Linked DNA regions of Sus scrofa: all the other regions are linked to region 1. The links are chromatin contacts, called in public Hi-C and promoter capture Hi-C maps. All regions are on one chromosome and are shown on one strand. The core of a region is the stretch at or near the end of the contact, and the rest is flanking DNA. Distances in the headings are between cores, read along the strand shown.

Evidence for each region. Promoter capture Hi-C pulls out the DNA fragments that hold promoters and counts their contacts. Hi-C and Micro-C count contacts between places; a contact is called where the count stands out from the background.
Region 2: a Hi-C map of embryonic fibroblasts shows a contact between it and region 1, with 2.2 times the contacts expected there. The contact joins the promoter of SBDS here to the promoter of GUSB in region 1. A contact is called at or near these places in 1 of 5 promoter capture datasets (fetal skeletal muscle), 1 of 47 Hi-C or Micro-C datasets (embryonic fibroblasts) and 2 of 2 datasets of contacts at active chromatin or transcription factors (alveolar macrophages and skeletal muscle).
Region 3: a contact with region 1 is called in a promoter capture Hi-C map of fetal skeletal muscle, with 5 times the contacts expected there. The contact joins the promoter of RABGEF1 here to the promoter of GUSB in region 1. A contact is called at or near these places in 1 of 5 promoter capture datasets (fetal skeletal muscle) and 1 of 2 datasets of contacts at active chromatin or transcription factors (alveolar macrophages).
Region 4: a Hi-C map of skeletal muscle shows a contact between it and region 1, with 2.5 times the contacts expected there. The contact joins the promoter of KCTD7 here to the promoter of GUSB in region 1. A contact is called at or near these places in 1 of 5 promoter capture datasets (fetal skeletal muscle), 5 of 47 Hi-C or Micro-C datasets (embryonic fibroblasts, heart right ventricle, retroperitoneal adipose tissue and 1 more) and 2 of 2 datasets of contacts at active chromatin or transcription factors (alveolar macrophages and skeletal muscle).

Annotation. Positions count from the first base shown.
Region 1 is chr3:16,670,116-16,673,555 of Sscrofa11.1, forward strand. It overlaps GUSB (glucuronidase beta), which reads left to right and starts at 1,956. Exons shown (of 12, transcript NM_001123121.1): 1 at 1,956-2,168. The coding sequence starts at 1,956.
Region 2 is chr3:16,159,904-16,163,343 of Sscrofa11.1, forward strand. It overlaps SBDS (SBDS, ribosome maturation factor), which reads left to right and starts at 1,621. Exons shown (of 5, transcript NM_001244393.1): 1 at 1,621-1,976; 2 at 2,618-2,747. The coding sequence starts at 1,849. TYW1 (S-adenosyl-L-methionine-dependent tRNA 4-demethylwyosine synthase) reads right to left here and starts at 749. Exons shown (of 16, transcript XM_021086357.1): 1 at 549-749. The coding sequence starts at 552.
Region 3 is chr3:16,374,674-16,378,113 of Sscrofa11.1, forward strand. It overlaps RABGEF1 (rab5 GDP/GTP exchange factor), which reads right to left and starts at 1,931. Exons shown (of 9, transcript XM_003124438.6): 1 at 1,807-1,931.
Region 4 is chr3:16,392,125-16,395,564 of Sscrofa11.1, forward strand. It overlaps KCTD7 (BTB/POZ domain-containing protein KCTD7), which reads right to left and starts at 1,737. Exons shown (of 4, transcript XM_003354517.4): 1 at 1,359-1,737. The coding sequence starts at 1,502.

The DNA.
Region 1 (3,440 bases), core at 706-3,205:
TCATTTCTTTAGTGACCTCATCCATTCTCACTGCTGACCACGTCCACATTTTTCTCTCCAGAACCATAGGTTTGTACAAGGTGGCAGAATTAGGGGGTAAGGAAACTGGCAGACGGAATTTAACAGGGTCTGGTTGTCAGGTTCCTACAATGGGAAACCAAGTTTTACTGGATCTTGACCAAGAAAAAATTTTGACCAGCAGAAAATCAACTTGTACCAAATACATACAGATTGACTTGCAAATGGAAAATCAATTTATTAATTTATCGAAGCAGATCAACACCTATTTATTTTTTGCCTGTTTGCTTCTTTTAAATACCTGCTTTTTTTTTCTGGAAAGTTTCTTTTTTTTATTTTTTGGCCTCATCAGCACGTGGAAGTGCCCAGGCCAAGGCATGAACCCACCCTACAGCAGTAACCAGAGCAACAGCAGTGACACCACTGCAGCTTTAACCCGCTGAGCCACCAGTGAACTCCTGCTGTTTTTCTTTTCTTCTTTTTTCCTCTCTCTTATTTCTTTTACAGAAGTGCTCAGGCCAGGGGGACTGAATCCAGGAAGCAGCAGCTGTGGCAGATCCTTTAACCCACGGCTGCCAGGCCAGGAATGGAACCCTGCCTCCTCAGCCACCCAGCCCCTGCAGTCAGATTCTTAACCCACTGTGCCACAGCAGAACTCCCTCCTCTTGTCTCCTTTTGTTTTTTCATTTTTGGTTGCCCCGAGGAATACGGATATCTGGGGCTAGGGATCAGATCTGAGCCTTAGTGAGGACCTAAGCCCCAGCTGCGATAATGCAGGATCCTTAATCCACCCTGTCCAGCATGGAATCTGCGACCCAGCGCTCCCAAGACACTGCTGATCCCATTGCGCCACATCAGGAACTCCCCTCCTGCTGTTTTGAAAAGTTTCACTGGTGTCACTCTGATTATAAAAATAATGCATTGTTCACTATAGAAAGTTTCAACAATTCAGAAAATTATGGGGAATAAAATGGAAATCATCTATAACACTGACAATGACACTTCACATTTGTCTCTTTCTATTTCTGTGTGGATATAACTTTAGCAATACTGGGATCAAACTATATATACTTTTGTATCCTACTTTTGTTTATTTTTATATTGTAAGCATCCAGGGGGGTAAAAACCTTTAGACCTTGTCAGTTCTTACAATATATTTATTTTTACTATCCCGGGAAATACTTTGTTTACAATACCAAGGTCCATTAACAGAAGATTGCTTTGGTGACCGTGAAATCTGAGTAAAACGTAATACCTTGAAAATCAGGTAATTGTACGGAACAACTGGATCCAGGCTGCGTTACTAGCATCATAGACGCCCTCTCCTCACATTCTTTAAGTGGCCGCTATGCCGGGTACGGGTCCGCGGCCCCGGTGACCGAAGGTGGAGGTCCAGGGTCAAGGCTAGGGCCGGGCCACCACGCAGGGCAGACGTCACGAGGCATGGTGAGGCTTCGCCTGAGCTCACCAGTGTCCCGCAGGCATAAGCGAGTGGACGTGGCCCAGGTAGGCCTTCTAGACGCAAAGGGCGAACCTGACTCCCCGGGGTCCTGTTCCAGCGCCTGGTCCGGCCTCCCTGAGCGCGAGCCGGGGAGGGGGAAGGCGGGGGCAGGCAGTGACCCTGCAGACTAGGAGCCGCTAAGCTTCTCTTTTCGGGGCAGGGGCTGGGGCTCGGGCTCCCGGCGGGCCCTCCCCGCGTCGCCGACCTCGCGCAGGAAGGCGGGCGGGATGCCGCCTCCCGGGCACCGGCCTCTCCGAGGCCTACCCGCCCCGCCCCGCAATCGCCCCGCCCCGCCCCTCAATCGCCTTCAGTCAAGATGGCCCCTCCCGGGCGGGGGAAGGGGGACACGTGACTCACGCCCCGCCCCCGCCCCCGCCTCCCGTGCTTGGGGCTCCGGGCGTGGGGAGGCTGGCAGCTACCTGCCCGCTGGGCAATCATGGTCCGGGGTCCGGCGGGCGCCTGGGCCGTGCTCGGCCCGCTGCTCTGGGGCTGCGGGCTGGCGCTGCTGCAGGGCGGGATGCTCTACCCCCAGGAGAGCCGATCGCGGGAGCGCAAGGAGTTGAATGGCCTCTGGAGTTTCCGCGCCGACTTCTCCGACAACCGGCGCCAGGGCTTCGAGCAGCAGTGGTACCGGAAGCCGCTGCGGGAGGTGCGAGATGCGGGGACGGGGCACGGGGTCAGAGCAGGGAAACTCCTGGAAGTCAGGTGGGGGTATGGGGCGCCTTCCCATGTGCCCTCGGAACTGCTGGCCAAGAGGAGGTTAAAGGCGAACGGGCTTAGGGGGCTTTGGGTCGGCTCACCGGAGGGACCGGGAAGGAGGAAATGGGTGGGCCCGACGCTGCTGGGGGAAGTGGAACCCGAGCCGTGTCCGCATGGAGCAGGGGCGGGTGGCTGCATAGAAGCAGGAGGGGAGGCTTTGGGTATCTTAGGGCCAGCTCTGCCCTGGCAGGAAGGACCTTGGGTTCCAAGGTTCAGGCAGAGGACGGGGCTTGGCAGCCAGCCAGCCAAGGACCCCCCTCTAGTCTCCCTTAAGACTTGGTTTGAGTGGGGCAAGCCTGTGTGCCCATCTTTCGCTCGCCTTTCTTAGATCCCCTTTTTTAGTCTTTGCCGCCCAGGCTTCATCAGCAGAGGAAGAAAGGGGCGGGGGCTGGGGCCAGGCATGTGCCGCACTCACAGTTTCCTCAGCGGAGCAGCTCCGGTACCCCTGCCAGCCTTCCTCCCTGGGGCAGTCGGTTGATCACCTTCCTCTTAGTCAGAGTCTTGTCTCTTTAGATCCTCTTTACCCCAGACTGGTTGTGGCCCTGGGTGCAACTCTTTCCATGGAGACCTTGGTGCCCTGGGCTCTGCCACCAGAGCTTGGATACAAACCATCTGAGCAGCTGATCTCATCAGCACGGTTATCCACCCCTTCAGCCAATGTGTATTAAGTCCCTGCTATATGGCAGGGCTGGTGCCAGACTCTGGGCATACAGCTGTGAGGGACAGGAGATTCTTGCTGCTTTGGTGGTGGGTTTTTTTGGCCACACCCACAGCATGTGGAAGTTCCTGGGCCAGGGATGGAACCCCAGCCACAGCAGTCCCTGCAGGGACAAGGGGGGGAATCTGTAATCCCCAGGGCCACAATTCTGTCTTTGTTGATGGTCACATGCCCCACATATGTATGTCCTCAGGAAACTCTTCCCCAGGCTGCTCCCAGACTCACAGAGCTATTTGCCTCACTCCTGCCTTGCCTTCTACCTGAGATGTTCAAAGGTCTGGAGGTTCAAGGATTCCCCGCAGGGCTCAGGTTCACCTAGTTCTGCCAGGGTGTCTAGAGTTCATATCCTATGGGCCCTGGCCCCCAAAGGCCTCCCCTGAGCCCTAAGAGTCCCCCTGCCACTCTCCACACTCTTCAGTAGAGCTGATCGCCTGACAGCAGAGG
Region 2 (3,440 bases), core at 371-2,870, 510 kb before region 1:
CATAAAGTCAAAACACTTTATGTGGAATTATACTAATTAACCAAGTTAATTTTGTTTTGTTATGCTGCTCCATAAGAAAACCCTAAAATAAAACCGAAAGTATTCTTTTTTTAATTTTATTTTTAGAGACCAAGAGCTACTTGCACAAGTAACTGACCTCAAGTCCCACTTTTTAAAGGGAGCTATGGATGGACCTGGCCTTAAATGCTGAACTTGGGGGCAATTTTAAAAGCCGAAATCTAAAATTGGGGGTTTACAGGTGCTACTCCATCCTAGAAAGGACCAAAAGTCCTCAACACCCGTGGGTGAGGGGGAGAGGCGGTTTTTTCTGCCCTTTACATGAGTTTAGGGGCATAGGTCTATACTCATCTCCTAGCCTCAAAAGGCCAAAGCCAGGTCACAAGCAGGGATCAGTCCTCCCTTGTCCTCAGCAACACTGGTCCCAGGGTGAGAAGGTCAACGTATTCCGGGGGAAGGGGCCCGAGGGTCTCAGAAAAACGGCTCTCTCCCTTCCCGCCCCAGGAATCTTGCCCGCTGGGGGCCCTTACCCATTCTTCTTAGAGCCCAAGTCCTGCGGCGCGACTGGAGCCCAGGACAGCGGACCTAACAAACCTAGCGTCCGGCGCGAATACTGGGAAACCGCCAGAACCTCCTTGTAGCATTAGCCGTGTGCCCAGAGCCTGAGAAACTGGGGGCAGCCATGCCATTCGCAGGCCTGTCTGGATTGGCTCAGAGGGGGAAGGGGCGGGCCCAGAGGCGAGCTCCGCTCAGAGCTTGGTGAAAAGAAACCGGAGAGCTCCCGGCCCCGCTCGGATTGGCTCAGAGGGAAAAGGGGGCGGGCCCAGAAAAAACACCGCCCAGAACTTGGTGAGTGTAATCCAGAGCACTCCCGGCCCCGTCGGATTGGCTCAGAAAGGGAAGGAATGGGCCCAGAGAAAAGCCCTGCCCAGGGCTCCGAGAATGGAAACTGGAAAGCTCCTGCACACTCAGGAATCCGCATAGAGGAGGGAACGGACTTTGAGAAAAGCCGAATTAGACAGGAGTGATTTAGGGGAAAAAATGGGGGGTGAGGAGCGTTAAAAGAGACTAAGGGCATAATCAACCGAATGCAATTTGTGATCCCATTTGAATCTCAGTTGAAACACACCAACTGTAAAAAAGGCATTATTTAGGGTAAATTTGATTGTGAGTTGGCTAGGAGGTGTTATTAGGGGATTATGGTTAATCTTGTTAGGTGTATCTGTTGGAAGTTTCACTATTTAAAGCTAAAACCACAAGATGATTTGCTTTAAAATGCTCCAACCAAAAAAAAAAGAGGGAGAATGAAACAAGAAAAGCAAAATATTGATAATTGTTGGAAAGAATGATGGGTACATGGGGGCTCATTACACTTTTCTCTAAGTATTTTGTGTTACAATTTTTATATAAGGTAAAGTTAAGGGGGGCGTGGCCCTGAACTCCCGGAACTATGAGGCACCGGCGTCAGAGTTTCCACCCGGTCCCCAAACATCTCCACCAGCCAATCAGAGCTCTTTGGTTCTTTCGCGAAAGTAAATTACGTCAAGGAAGAGCGCTACTCTTTCCGGCGCCGAATGATGTCGTAAAAGCCACAATGCGCAGGCGTTTTTGCCCCCTCTTCCTCGCGCGGTTCCCGCAACACCTGACGCCTGCGCAATAAGTCAGCTGGGTGTATTGGGGTGGCCCGCGAGGGTGTTAGTCACTGCGTCGCCCAGTCTGCGGGCGTGACTGTGCCGCTCGCCGGGTGGTTACATCGAGGCGCAGGTGGCCTCAGGCCGGCGGCGCGGGTTTACCTTGGTTCGCCGGTCCCAAGGTCGCTGAGTGGCCGCGATGTCGATTTTCACCCCCACCAACCAGATACGCCTGACCAATGTGGCTGTGGTACGGATGAAGCGAGCCGGGAAGCGCTTTGAAATCGCCTGCTACAAAAATAAGGTCGTCGGCTGGCGGAGCGGCGTGTGAGTGACCCTCTCCCTCCGATCCCTGGCGGGAGCTGGAGCTGATAGCCTTGGAGCCCACCTCCCTCTGGTTGTCTAATGAGTTTGCCATGCTGGGGTCTTGTCAGGGAAGGAAGTGGGAAGTTTACTCCTGCTGCTCGCGCTTAGCGTCTAAAGCGAACGTTCTCTTTTTTGTTTTGTTGGTGTGGTTTGGGGTTTGGTTTTTGCTTTTGCTGTAATGTCATAAAAGCTACGGCCAAGAAACCCTTCTAATTGTGGTTCTTTTCTCGGAATGATGATCAAGGCAAAGGTCGTAGTCTTCCAGGTACTTCTATAGTTTGTGCATGTCACAGATCTAAGCCCAGTAATTTAACTAGAGTGCGTAGCATATTCACTGCTGCCATCTAGAGAACGGAATTCCTTGGCGGCAGCCTGACCCCACCCCTCAGTGATTCACGCATATTCCCACGATGTTTTTCCCCAGTGAGTAAATGTGAATACAAATGGAGTTCTCAATTTGGAAAACGTTCCCCGGGCACCAAGGGTCGTTTAGAAGTAGTTGTTTCTTACTATTTGTATCGTTGCCGTCTTGGATTTATATGTGAACGAACTTCCAAGTTGCAAAAGTATTTATTTAGGACTTTCTCTCCTGTTCTCACAAGGGAAAAAGATCTTGATGAAGTTCTACAGACCCACTCAGTGTTTGTAAATGTTTCTAAAGGTCAAGTTGCAAAGAAGGAAGATCTCATCAGTGCATTTGGAACAGATGACCAGACTGAAATCTGTAAGCAGGTGCGTTCTAACCACTGCAGCATAATCGACCCTAATATCCATTTGTGGTGTAAGTACTTAGAGATAGGTTAAACTTTAAAGTATTATTTTTAGCAATTATTTTCTCCTGCTGTATAGCAGTGGAAACTATTTCTAGTCACTTATGATAGAGCATGATAATGTGAGAAAAAAGAATGTATATGTGTATGTGTGACTGGGTCACCTTGCTGTACAGTAGGAAATTAACAGAACACTCTAAACCAGCTATAATGGAAAAAAATAAAAATAATTAATAAAAATAAGTATTATTTTGGGGTTGGTTACTTTTTTTTGTTTTTTTGTCTTTTGAGGGCCCCATCCACACCATATGGAGGTTCTCAGGCTAGGGGTCCAATCGGAGCTGCAGCTGCCAGCCTACACCACAGCAACTTGGGATCTGAGCTGTGTCTTCGACCTACACCACAGCTCACGACAAACACCGTATCCTCAACCCACTGAGTGAGGCCAGGGATCAAACCGCAACCTCATGGTTACTAGTCAGGCTCGTTAACCACTGAGCCACAATGGGAACTCTAAAATAAGTATTATTTTTTGGAATGAACAGTTACCATGAAGTAATTTGGTGTTTACAGCATCATTTTTAGTAATTCAAGACATGGATATTTTTGTCAAAGCTGCCCCAAATTAGATTTCCTACTAAACTGCCTTATTTCA
Region 3 (3,440 bases), core at 681-3,180, 300 kb before region 1:
ACACTTCTGAAAGCCCAACTTGGATTAAGAAGCAAAGAGATACAGGCAGAATTCCTGTTTATAGAAGCTTACAAGTAAGCAGGGTCAGACACTCTCCCACAATGACTAAATGAGAAGAGAATTCAATTCATTTAAGGAGCAGAAAAGATTAAAATACAAATAGCACATAATCAAGCACTATGCTGGGAACAACCCTCATCAGTCAACACACAGCAGCCTATGTGTAAGCCTTATATAAAATTCCATTTTAACCAGGCAAATAACCCTCCTTAAAACCCTTCCCTGGTCCTGCCATCACCAGATAAAAGCCCCCCAAGAATCTCCTGCATCTTTTCCCCTATCAGCCACCACAGCTCTGCCCTGCACTTTTTCACTTTTCAAAAACCACCTCCCGGGAGTTACTGCCCTCTTCTCCTTTAGTTGCCCCACGCCCACATTCCCACTACCCCTAAAATTCCCACCCCATCTTGCTAGTCTGAATGTTACTCATTCTTCAGGACACTTTCAGATACATTTCACTCCCTGCGGTCCCTCCAGACACTTGGGGTGTCCCCCCTCAGTGACCTCTCTTAGCTCACACTGCTCACATTTATGGCAAGGATCTCTGCTGTCCTTCTCCCTTAAAGTGCCTACTTTCTGGAGAAGAAAATGATGGCTTGGAAGGTCCCCAAAATTCAAATCCTTCAACACTTCTTAATTTTCCACCTGAGAATCAGTAACTCTTAAAACTAACGTTATCTGTCATGAAATGGATCGAATAAAAATCAAATCTTCTTGCACCTCTGGGAAGCTTCCTTGGTACTGCTTAAGTTACTTATTAGTAACCTTAATAGACTTGGGGGGGGGGGTAAGTGTACTTTTGCAGCCTTAGGTTTACAGAAAAAGGTACAACAATGAGTTAATCTCAAAAACAAAACAAAAGCCACAACTCTTCAGATCCAAAAAACGACTCCCCAGGTGATGCTGTAAACTCATCCTGACCAATTTTCACATCTAAGCTCATGAGCAAAGCGAGCCCCCATAGCCCACGGACACATTTCCCAATCACAGGGCTTGGCCATCAGCGTTGAGACACCACCAGCAGACTCTGATCTACTCCCTGAAGCGGCTGGGTCCCTCCTCCTTGTCGACTAAACTTCCGTGATGAGCATCACCTCTGCTCTCCTCCAAGACGGTTCGGAAGCAGGGACTTGTGCTCCTAACCTCAGGCCCACAACTTTGTCCTCAATCATAGGGCGAAAGTTAGGACCAGTCTTCCAGCTCCCACGCCGCGAAAGACAGCATCCTCCCAGCTCCCGGACCCTTCCCTCTCTGAGACCGACGCGGGTTCCCGAGGTCCCGGCGGCCCTGCCCAGGCCGGGCTGCGACGGGTCCCCAAGGAGCCCAAGGCACGACCCAGCCGGTCACCACCACAGGTGTCCCTTGGTACTCTGCCGACTGGACTGAGTGAGCCGGTCGGAGGGAAGCCATCCCGCGAGAGCTGGACAGGCGGCAGGAGGCGGCCAGGAAACGAGACGCGTCTGTCCGTCGGAGTTGGGCCGGGCCGCGGGCAACTTGGCGACAAGCGCCCTAAAACGGCAGGCCGAACGCGCAGAGGATGAAGGGGGCCGGCGACGGCCTGGGACCGGCCAGGGCCCCGCCACCGGGCCCTGGGCTGGGACGAAGGACGGCAAGAGGGACCGGAGCGAGATGGCCCCGGCCGGGTGGACAGCCTAGACCAATGACCCAGCAGCCCCTGTCGGGACGGCACCGCCACCGCGAGTCGCGAACCGCGCCCCCCTCGGGTCCCGTCCGTCCGCCCCGTACCTCGCCGGCTGCTCCACCCGCGTCGGGACCGCAGCTCTCCCCGCGTCGCTCGAGTAGGTCCCGGCGCCAGTCCACAACCCGCCCTCACGCCGGCCCTCCCTCTCGCACGCCCCGCCCCCGGCGCCGCGAGCGCACGCCACGCACGCATGACGTCACTTCCGGGGCTCGGAGCTCGCCGGGAGGGTGTAGGTGCCCATCGGCATCTGCCCTGGGTGGCGCGAGGGCGAGGCTGGCGTGGATGACAGTGGCGACAAAGCCGTCGGGCATGAGGAAGGAGGCGCCCTCAGCCCTAGTGCTGGGTCCCTGACCTGGAGCGTTCAGAAGCCGACGGAGAAGCCGGCGTTTCCCTGTCTTTTCCTCACCCACTGTATTTGGGAATCCCACTGAGAGAGACGCTGCTCATCCTTAGCTCGAAATGGGAGGCACTGGAAAGGCTGCGGGAGAGAAGTCTTTGGGCCAGTGGACAGTTGCAGTCTGTGGGGAATGAGGCTGCCTGAGAAAGTAATGAATCCCATAGCTTCACACGGATCTTAGGATTTTGAACGTGGTTTGAGTTTAAAGGACCTTAAAGAGAGTGACTGACCTAGAAGCAGGTTTTATAGCTGAGCATAACTGAATTCCAGAGGTTAATAAGTTACCCAGTGTCACACAGTATTAATGATCGAGTCATAAATGGAATCCAGTTCTCCGTGATTCCCATTTCAGGAATGTTGGAGACAGCGGCTGCCTCTGTATTCTGGATGGTATCTATGGCACAAAGTGCAGCCACGACTGGGAGAAAAAAAAAGAAAAAAGAAAAGAAAATACTAGAGTACAGTGTCTGGAGGGAGACCTAAGTTGGAATACCAGGTTTGCTAAATGCTGCCTCTGATCTTGGACAGGTTGTCTAATTTCTCAGTCTTTGCTCATTATTTGCCAAATGGAGATTGATTCATTCCTCAGATTATTCCTAAATTCTGTAGGGAAGCAGAATATGCCACCCAAAAATATGCCTCTGAGAAAGCAGAGAAGCCCTGAAAACAAACCAGAAGTTAACCTTTTGTACAGGAAATGAAGCTAATGAAGGAGATCACGTTAGTAAAGGGGTCTCCCTCTGTACCTGGGAGAGAAGGATGACTCTTAGGTCACTAGAAGCTCAACTATGGATAAGACACTGACTTAGAGCTGCATGACAAACCTTAAGCTTATTTTTATTCCCCTGGTCACCTCCCATAACTGGTCTCCCCTACACACACACACACACACACACAAACACCTTTCCTGTTTTTTCTTTATTGGAAAATGGTATTTAAGTGGGCATTCTAAGCCTTTTCTCAGGGTATCTCCTTTGTATGTGTGAGGTATACATGGTAATAATTTTCAGTTTGTTTTTTTGCTTATTACTCTTTTATTATAACTTAGAAGAGCAGAGGGAAAATGATTTCCCCTCCCCTACAGCACCTAATGTGTGTGCTAGGCCAAGGATACCAGACTGTTAAAAAGTGGTGGGGGGGGTGGGGGAGTACCTATGCTGAGAAGCTTACATTCTAGGGAAGAGGTGGTGGGGGGGGAATAAGTAAATAATAAATACATTATGTACAATAGTACATGAGACAGCAGTGATTGCTTTGAAGAAAAATCATGCAAGGAAGGCC
Region 4 (3,440 bases), core at 487-2,986, 280 kb before region 1:
AAAGTCTCTGTGTATTTGTCTAGACAGTCCTTCTTCCTAACTTTCAAATCCTTTGTGAAATAAAGAAGGATAAAAATAACGCTACATCAAAGTTACCCCGGGGCCTCGATCAGTGCCTGGCTCACAGTAAAACCCCCCAGTTTGCACTAGATCAGTGAATGAATGAATGAAACAGACAGGCGTTTACAGTTCTCTGAATGTAGGTACCGTTACTCTTCCACACCCAGAGGACTGGAAATGCCTTCTGCTTATTCTATAGCTAGCTCCTCCAAGACTATTCTGTGTGCATACCAAGGACTCAAATATTATTGGGGGGGTAATAATACTTCTATTACTCACATGGAGCAATGAACTCTGTAAAAGAGCGAGCACTGGAGTGTGGCCTATAGTCTCTGGGTCCTGAGCTTTCTTCCCTTAAATCACACTGTTTCACCAATGACAATGCACAGAAACATTGGACCCTGTGTCCCCAATGGCTTTTTTTTTTTTTTTTCAATTACAAACAGTCCTTCTGGAGTTTTGCCCATTTTCACAAGTGTCCCATGATGCTTTGAGTATCTAACCCCAAGAGGACACTACAGTTTTCCAAGAGCCTCACCCAGCCCCACCCAGCCCCTCTGGGGCTCAGGCCATCTGCCCAGGACTCCCCACGTCACATGCTCCCATGTCTGGCACTACCTTAACCCCTACCTCCCAGTCTCTGTCTTCAGTGCCCAGCAGGGCCCCACCTTCCCTCCTCTTTTCTCGTCTCTTGAGGGTCATTTCAGGTGTTCATATGATCATGTCACATGCATTAAGACCAGTGGAAGCCACCATGCATCACAGCACAGCAGCTAGGAGGGGAAGCCATGGAGTTGTCAGGTGAGTGTGGCCACAGCTATGAACTGGCCTGCTTCTTATCTGCACACTGCCCCTTAGCCCACTCTCTGGGCAGCTGGAGACTGGCTTTGGGCAATGACTAAGGCCTCTTCTTGGATTCTCTGGAAGACACTATCATCCCTTGGGGTTCCAAGGGCTCCTTCCCATGGCCTTCCTTCCCTCCTCCAGTTGGTAAGGGTGGGCCATAGGGATGGGAGTACCAAGCTTGCAAGGAGTGAATCCTGGAAGGAGGGGGATGGGAGGGCCAGGTGCTGCCTAGAGCAAGGAAGACACACCTGGCGTGTTTTACAGAGGGTGCGTGGGGAGGGGGGGATCGGTGGGTGGTGGGAGTGGGATGGGCAGGGGAGCACAGCTTCTGGCACCGCCCTCGGCCTGACCCCCTCCCCAGCCTCAGCGCTGTTCACATCCCAAGGTCAGCTCTGTCTGGCACCGGCTCCTGTCTCTGCACCCCTTCTCGCGCCCCCACCCCCTCCAGGTACCTCCTGCGGGAGCAGGGGCAGTGCGTGCCCAGCCTGCGTGGCCGTAGGGGTGGCCGGCTCCAGAAAGTCGTCTTCGGCGTCGGAGCTGGACATGGCACCGTCCGGACGACGGTTGTCTGGCTCCCGCCCCGTGACTACCACCATCCCTCTGGCTCTGGGCAGTGGGCGCGGCTTCGGGCGGGCGGGAGGGTGGTGGCCCAGGCACTAGCACCCAGCAGCGCCTGGCATGACGCGGCGCGCCGGTGGGCGGGGCCGGAGGGGCTGAGAGCTCAGCGCGGTGGGGCTGGAGGGCGGCCGCTCCCTCAGCGCCAACGGGCTCGCTGACCACCCGGCGGACCGCAGGGCCACCGGCCTGACCCGGCCACCTCCCACTATTGGCCGAGCTGCCGCTAGTTCCGCCCCTGATTGGCGTGAAGCTCGCCCAATCTCAGAGCAAGTAGAGCTTTCGCTCCGTGCCTGAATGGCCACTGGGAGCCGGGCTGGCTGGCCTGCCCCGTTCTGATTGGCCCTCTGGACAGTGGGCGCGCCCTCCCCACCCGCGAACACTCGCTCGGCGCGTGGGGCGCGCGCACGCGGCCACCGTCTCTAAGCCGGGCCTTCTTGGGTCCGAGGGTGGCTCCTGCATCGGGGTCGACACCTAGAAACTTGCGAGGAGAGAGGGCTCACGACTTAGTCGTTCCTACGTCTCCAGGGCAGCGCGTGATGTGCATCCTTGGGCGTCAAAGGCCAGGCAAATCCGGGAGGACCAGGTCGCCGCAATGGAGAGCCTAGGCATCCCTTCCCGGAGGATACGGAGGAGGCACGACTTAGGTCACTGAGGTTGTAGGAGAGGAAGGGTAGCGCTGCAACAGGGACTGGCCCTTCTCTAGCCACAAGGGCAAAACCTGAGTTTCCAGTCTTTCCTGATTGACCCAAAAAGAAAACTCAAGTTAGAGGCAATTGAGAATGACAGTGACTCTCACCCTCAATGTGTCAGTTCTTCCACTGGCACCTGGAGACACAGACGGAAACAGGCCCTCTCTTGAGACGCTCCCAGGCTGCTGAGGCAGAGTCCAGCCTGATCCAACGTCTATCAACAGCCTTGGATGCTGTGACCCCTGGTATAGTTGGATCAGCTCAGGGACTCTCCTAGGAATCAAGGTTTGAGCCCTTTCAAACCATTTTTACACCCAGTTCTTCATTTGCATCTCACATTGTGACAGAAAAGGAAGCTGAGACCTAGAGGATTAAAACCACTGTAGGAGTGTCCTCCATGAGTGTTTTCTCCAAACTTGGTTGCATCAAAATCACTGGGGGGGGAACTTGCTAAAATGCAGATTCCCAGTCCGACTCCAGAGAATCTGACTTGGTCCATCTGGGGTGAAGCCCTTGAACTTGCATTCCTAACGAACTCCCCAGGTAACCCTGGGTGCTGCAGGTCCTTGAACCACGTTTTGAGTAGGGCTGCTCTAAAGAAGGCTGCCTGAGGCCATCTCTTATCTGTAACTACCTGCTCCAGCCTTTCTCAACATCCATAACAAAGTTTCTTCTTTCCATCCTTAGAATCATTAGGATTCCAGCTGTAATAGAAACTGCAATCAAAGGTGGATTATATCATAGGAAAATTTGATTATCTTCTATAACAGGAAGTCTGAACAGCTCCTGGATTGGTCCATTAAGTAATGCAATAAGGAGTTACCTGGACCAGTTCTCTTCCATTTGTCCACTCTGCCAGGGGGACTCTCCTCCTTTAAAAATTCATATGAGGAAACTAGAGAACTAAGGGCTTATCAGGATGACAGTTTAAATCGAGGCTGTCCAAAGAGAATGGAACGGGAGCCCCAGAGGCTCAAGAGGTAGGGAAATCCAGGTACAATCAGTGTTACATTACTGAATGTGTTGGAGTTTTCATCTTCCATTTTGGCTGAGGATTTCCTTCAGGAATATAGTTGCCCAGTTGGTTCTGTTTATATGGTGTGTATTAAGGGGGCGGGAAGTCCAAGGGCAGCAGCCTGCAATGAAGACTTGCTGAGAGAGCAGGAAGGGGTTGCAGCAGGCTTTCTGGGAAAGCAGGGCACTTGGCTGGCAGCAGCGATTCCCACC